Regions from separate parts of the Sus scrofa genome. Here region 2 is linked to region 1. A link is a contact called in public Hi-C data. All regions are on one chromosome and are shown on one strand. The core of a region is the stretch at or near the end of the contact, and the rest is flanking DNA. Distances in the headings are between cores, read along the strand shown.

Evidence for each region. A called contact is a pair of places that touch in the nucleus more often than the background predicts.
Region 2: a contact with region 1 is called in a Hi-C map of liver, with 1.9 times the contacts expected there. The contact joins two enhancer-like sites. A contact is called at or near these places in 25 of 47 Hi-C or Micro-C datasets (adipocytes, alveolar macrophages, blood and 15 more) and 2 of 2 datasets of contacts at active chromatin or transcription factors (alveolar macrophages and skeletal muscle).

Annotation. Positions count from the first base shown.
Region 1 is chr15:82,917,645-82,920,939 of Sscrofa11.1, reverse strand. The region is part of intron 2 of LOC110256983 (a long non-coding RNA gene); the gene reads left to right. Among named protein-coding and RNA genes, the nearest start is that of HNRNPA3, 39 kb to the left of the region's middle. Within about 2 kb of position 1,514, at least 14 of the 83 cell types and tissues checked have an H3K27ac peak or open chromatin away from gene starts, as enhancers often do. A contact at or near this core is called in liver, where this site is marked.
Region 2 is chr15:83,187,619-83,190,913 of Sscrofa11.1, reverse strand. It overlaps AGPS (alkyldihydroxyacetonephosphate synthase, peroxisomal), which reads right to left. Exons shown (of 20, transcript XM_021075128.1): 3 at 298-388. Among named protein-coding and RNA genes, the nearest start is that of NFE2L2, 43 kb to the right of the region's middle. Within about 2 kb of position 1,818, at least 11 of the 83 cell types and tissues checked have an H3K27ac peak or open chromatin away from gene starts, as enhancers often do. A contact at or near this core is called in liver, where this site is marked.

The DNA.
Region 1 (3,295 bases), core at 265-2,764:
ACCGTATTGATTTAATCCACAATGTTTTGGGCTCCCTAGTTTTTTTTCCTTCTCCTGTTTGCTGAAGTGACTCCCTAAAATTTCACTTTTGAGAACTAATATGGTCAATCACGTTATCATCAAGTGTTGGTGATTAAACCACTTTCCCTAAATTCTCCGAGCCCACCCACCCCAGTTGCTGCTTCTTTCTCAGGCTTTGTTAGGTCAGATTTCAGGTCACTATTTGGGCTATTTTTACTTTGGTTTCTTATCCCATGAGGCTAGCTGGCTTAAGGGAGGGACGATGCCAAGATGCAAATTGGGCATAAGGGGAGGGAGAGAGCTCATTTTGGTATATGCCTAAAACATGTTCTTGGCCTGTTAATCCGGGAGCTCTGCATGGGGATTTTAGGCACCAGGCCTTTGATTTCTCATATTTCATTGCTTCTAAATATCTTCTTCAGGACCTGTGGTGAGGAGAGATGTCTGGGCTGAGCAGGAGTTGGGTACTTTTGGGCCCCTTGGCTTAAGCATGAATATCATTACAGTAAGGGCCGCCATGAATGGCTGTCTGCTTTTGAACTGCAATTACCTGCCCCTCCTCTCCTTCAGCCAGGCTCTGATGCAGGGCACCCTTCAGGCCTGTTTCTTCAGGCCTGTAATCCTCTAATAGCGATGATTCCATTAAGTACACAGATTCTAACCCTGTGTCCCAGTATCCCAGGACTGAAAAACAGTTATTGTGAGTGCAAACCTCAGCAAGACATATACTAAAATTTGACCCATACAGGAAAAATTAACATTATTGGTGGATGCCAGGGGTGGGGTAAAACAGGTGAATGGGGTCAAAAGGTACAAACTTCCAGTTAAAAAATAAATAACTTGGGAGTTCCTGATGTGGCTCAGTGGTAACGTCCCCCACTAGTATCCAATGAGAATTCGAGGTCAAACCCTGGCCTTGCTCAGTGGGTTAAGGATCTGGAGTTGCTATGAGCTGTGATGTAGGTCACAGATGTGGCTTGGATGGATCCTGAATTGCTGTGGCTGTGGTATAGGCCAGCAGCTGCAGCTCTGATTAAACCCCTAGCCTGGGAACTTGCATATGCTGCACACGAGGCCCTAAAAAGATAATGAAAAAAAAAAAAAAAAGAAAGAAAGAAGTTCTTTATGTACAGTGATGGATGTTAATAGAGTGTGGTGATCATTTTCCAACATTTGCAAAGATCGAATCATTATGTTCTACACCTGAAACTAATATAATGGATGTCAATTTTACCTCAATTAAAAAAATTATTATTTTGGGAAGGGAAAATAAACCAGTCCTCATTGTATAAGGCTCTTTTTCTTCCCTGAGAATGAGTTCTTTTGTTGGGAGGTTTTCTGAATGTTACACATACCCCGATCTCCCCCTACTAATTTGCCAGACTTGTGTGGATGTGTTTGAATTTAAGTAGCAGACCCAGTCTGGGTCCATAGTCAGAGGCCCATCAGGCCCATTTGTCAAACTGCAAGGTCAGTTTGACAAACATGCCCAGGCATGCTTGAAACTCAGCAGAGGATAATAGATTTCTCACTATGTAAACAAAGTAAGGAAGCAGGAAAAGAAGCAGAGGTCAAAGAAAGAATGAAAGGAGAGCAGGACATTGTATCACTGTCTGCCTCAGGTCTCCCTTTAAATTGCAGTTTGATAGTTCATTTGGTACAAAAATTGTGGTACAGCCAGTGGTTTGCCTTTCTTCTCTCCACATTTTGGATTATCAATACTTTGTGAGTCAGGCTCTTTGCTGGCCTAGGTATGGTGCTCACCAAAAATGCTTAAGAAACATTTTTGACAAGGAATGGTGACCAAAAAAACTGAGATGTGAAACTAAAACAAATGAAAGAATTTGTTATTTTGCTTTGAACTGACTACACTGTGAAAAGAACAGCCTCTTTCTGCAGCATGATGTAGTTCTGCTGTGACCACTTTAACCATGTCTCTTCAGTGACTGTTTTGCAAACTGGGTCATTTGTAGTGTGCACCTTTAAAGATGGCAGCACGAATTCCTGCTGTCAGCTTCAGGTCAGACACAGTGGGGAAAGAACTCCCACAAGTTGGAACTGATCATCTTGATTGATTTTTCATTAGTTCTGGTCTTTCCAAGAAACAATGAACATATAGCTGTTGTGACCAGTAGGTTTAAACCAAGTCACATAAGAGAGACTGTTGCTGAGTGTCTCCCTTATACTTTGCAGGATTTGCAGGGGTCATTTGCTCTCTAGGGTTTTTCTGGAAGAACCCCCTTTCCTGCCCCAATCTTGTTTACAGTCATCCCTGAATCATTAAACTCTAGTACATTGAAGACAAATCTTGAAGCATTCCCTATAGTTTACATTGTCATCTCTAGCGCCTTCTAAATCTAGAAAATGTTCCATGTATATATATATTTGTATGTATTTATTATATATATATTTAATTATATATATATATATATATTAAACACAACTCTATTCTTGCTTAAGTCTGCCTTATTCCCATATTCAAACCTTTGCCCTGGAGGTCTATCATCTTTCCCAGTGGCTCTAGAAGTGTTCTTATCCCCTTCAATTTCATAATCGTCTTCCAAATACATAGACAAATGGGTCATTTATAACTATCGTATTTATTTTCTCCCTGCTCAGCTTTTCTAAACCTCCCATGAGGGAGGCTTCTGTTTGCACCATTTCACTGAAACTGCTCTAAAAAACCACTGATGGCCTTTATCCAGAAGTGTTTGTGTAAAACTCTGGAATTCTCTGGAAACATGCTTTCATATATTTTGTGTCATGAGATAATAGTAGATTAAAAACAATCATAGGTTTAGTAAAACACAGTAGAACTGCATTAGCATTTGAGTAGTTTAGGAATGTATTCTGATCTGCTGCGGTAAAAATCATATCTCTGTCCTTCTCTGCCCTCAAACACAGAAACCATCTATGGCAGAAATCTGACATAAGATATTTATTTCTTTAAGCCAGCCCTGTTCTCCAACACATCTAATGCATGTGTTAGAGAATAGTATTTATTTACTATGTGTGGCTGTCACCTAGAAGCAGGCATAGTTTATTAAAAAAAAAATCAAGTTAGTCACAGGGATAAGAATTCTATAGACCATTGACAGAGGAAGTCTTTTTTTGGTTACTGGAGAGCTAGTCCATATACAGAATGGACCATGCTTGCTCTTTTGAAGTCTCATTCTTTAGCAGAAAAGCAAAGCTGTATCAGATCTGAATATGAAGTACTAAAGCAGCTCTGGAGATAGCAAGCAACAGTCTATGTTACAGGGTTAACATACTC
Region 2 (3,295 bases), core at 569-3,068, 270 kb before region 1:
AAAAAAAAAAAAAAAAAAAAAAAAAGAAGAAGTTTGCCAGGTAAATTTCAGATAAATTCTGAAATTAGGCTCTACATCTGTGATTTAAAAAAAAAAAAAAAATCACCCCAGAAAGCCTAACAGGCCAATATAACTAGTAAACTTCTTAACAAAAAAAAAATGACAAATGTATTAAAGCAACTAAAACAAATTACAAAGATTAAGTCTAATTAATTTGAGAATAAACATACACAAACATACACACAAAACACATACACACTCAGTTAAGCATACTAGTAACCGTTCTTATTTGCTTACTTTAGAGGTAGTTTTATGCTCCAGACTTACTCCAAGGATATTTTCGATCCACTCTCTAAAAGTTGGCAAAATCATGCCACTAAGAGGATACCTAAGATATAAAGAAGATAAACATTAGAGTAAAGTATCTTCATTTAAATTCAAATCTTAGATTCTGTTTCTAGTAATGGTCAAGTAGTTCCTACCAAGCCAACCTTCTCAAATATGAGCTCTGGACAAAAACAAAACAAACAAAATGCAGCTATTTAAGGCACTATAGATAGCCCCAAAACTGGCAAAAATAGGGGTAAAGGGGTATGATAAACTTGGAAGAAGGAAACAACCCTACATGAGTTTCTAATTTTGTTTAATTTTTAAACAGGTTTTAGCCTGAGGGAAAGCCCCAGCCCAAAAAAAGAATGAATACAGAAAACCTACAGCCTTTTTGATGTTTGCAGTGAACACAACATCTGGAAAGAGTACAGAAAAATCATGCAAATCTAGGAGTCAGTCATAGAGGGACCTATGTATAAATTCTGTCCAAATGTCTGGGTGACCCTGAATTACACATGTATGGAGCACACACAAAGCAGCCCAGCTAAGCTTAAAAGAAAGGAACAGATAATTCAGCTGTTCTTCAGAAGAACATAAAAGAGTTCTCATCGTGACTCAGGGGAAATGAATCTGACTAGCATCCATGAGGACGCAGGTTCAATCCCTGGCCTTGCTCAGTGGTTAAGGATCCAGTGTTGCCAGGAGCTGTGGCGTATGTAGGTTGCAGACGCGGCTCGGATCCCACATTGCTGTGGCTGTGGTGTAGTGTAGGCCAGCTGCTACAGCTTTGATTCGACCCCTATGCTGGAAATCTCCATATGCCATGAGTGCGGCCCTAAAAAAAAAAAAAAGAAGATAAAAGAACACAGAGTTTCTACAACATATCATTAACGATATCAGAGTTACACTTCAAAATTACTAGACATGAAGAAACAAGAAAGTGTACACAGGGAACTCTACCCAATATTCTGTGATAATTTATATGGGAAAATCTGAAAAAGAAAAAAAATTAAATAAAATTCTTAAATAAATCTTTACATAAAGGTTGGCAAAACAAAAATGACAGTGGAAAGAAAAAAAGAACAAACACATTTTAATCAAGTTCCTTTTTCATATTAAAAAATCAAACTGAAATGGGATGTTTAAAAGTGTTGTAATATCTTTTTCATAAATTTAAAGAAATTAAATTGAACGAAAGTATAAGACATAGTTAAACAACTTAAGATAGTTATTCAGCATATAAAATTTTCTTCATTTTAGCTATGGGTAAAAGTAAACACTGGGAAGCTGGTTTAGCCTAACACATATGCTACTATGCATTAGTAATGTCCTACAAAAAGGCTAATTTGGAAATACTAGGTTTTACTCCTGGGCCCTTATATTTTAACTGTACAACTACTTTATGTGGACATAAATATCCAAGAAGGAAGTGCACATAAGGATTTAAAGTGACTAAAGAGAAAGTGACTCTCACTAGGACAGTGCACAAAGGCAGCAAAGTTATCAGTGTTTGCAACCATCTATCCTTAGAGTGTGTTCCACAATTATTAACCAATGTAATAGCCTTTTATAAGATAAAACTTTTAAACATGCCACTGAAAGTACAAAGTACAACAACCCAAACATATTTGCCCCATTTAATCACTAACTTGTGCTTTGAAAATGCCAAGTAATGTATAACACCTTTAAAGTCAAAGAATAATGGCATTTTTCAAAATTTTAGTTTATAGAAAACCAGAGCACGAGCTCTAAAGTACCATCTGCTGCTGCTTAAACCTAGGAGGTCTCAATTCATCTATATTTAGAAGGCATAAGAATGGCAAGATTATAAACCTAGAGATTTTATAAACTGACAAATTACTAATCTATTCAAAAAATATATTGTGTTCAGGGAAAAACTTACGATTTTTCCATGACATACATAATTGCTTCTAGCTTAATGGTGGGGTTTGAAATGTCAGAGTGACCCTCCCCAAAATACATACAATCAACCACGCTTACTTATAAAAATTTCCTACCTTTTCAATGTTCTTTGGTTTAGAAAGAGGAGAACCCCCATAAATTTTCACTGAGAGTCACTCTTAGTTTCTGACACCTAAGGATTTCCCTTTCTTTCTTTCCAGCTCTGGAATATTTCTTTTTTGTGGTATTTTATCCATGTTTTCTATGTGGTTATAGAGGGCAAAGGGTCTGTTTTGTTCAGTACACTAAAATGCCACAATAAATTCTTTCTCAAGAATTTCAAAAGCTGTCCTTAAACAATCTAATATTATTAATACAAAACAGTGAATTGATACTGTTCAGCCAAATCAGTATTTTCTTATACTCATCCTTTCTAGGCACAAATTCCATTTTCTCTTCTAGGAATATCACAAACTAATGCTTCTACCCTTTGCACTTCCATGGAATAAGAGGAACTTTTTTCATAGGATAACTTTTTAACAATATGACTAACTACTATTCTGTCATACAGATTGTAGAAGGCTTTTGTAAAGTGCTTCCAGAGATGGGAGACAGAATAAGATCAATACAATGGATTAGTATGGTACCTTGTTAGCAGGGATAATACAAACAGTTGAAGAATACTGTTTTTAACTTCAACTTCCCACTGCACAGGTGACCTTAAGAAAGCTATTTAACCTCCTTCAGCTTCAGTCTCCTAATTATTTCCATCCATTTAGGGTTATTTTAAGATAACTCAGTAGGAACCCAATTAGTAATAGCTATTATTATCTTAAAGAATATTTGTAAATGTTTCCTGATTTTAAAAAAATCAGAGAAATCTACTAGTTCAATCATTAACCCTAAGAAACTAGACTAGATATAGAGAAAGCTATGATCCAATTCAATGCAGTTTATTATCCTATTTGTGGCAAGGTAATGGTGCTTCTGGAAGCACCAAAATGAGAATTTATTATTATTTAGTTATTTGGTTTTGCCCCTTTTCAAAAAACAAAGATGCTAT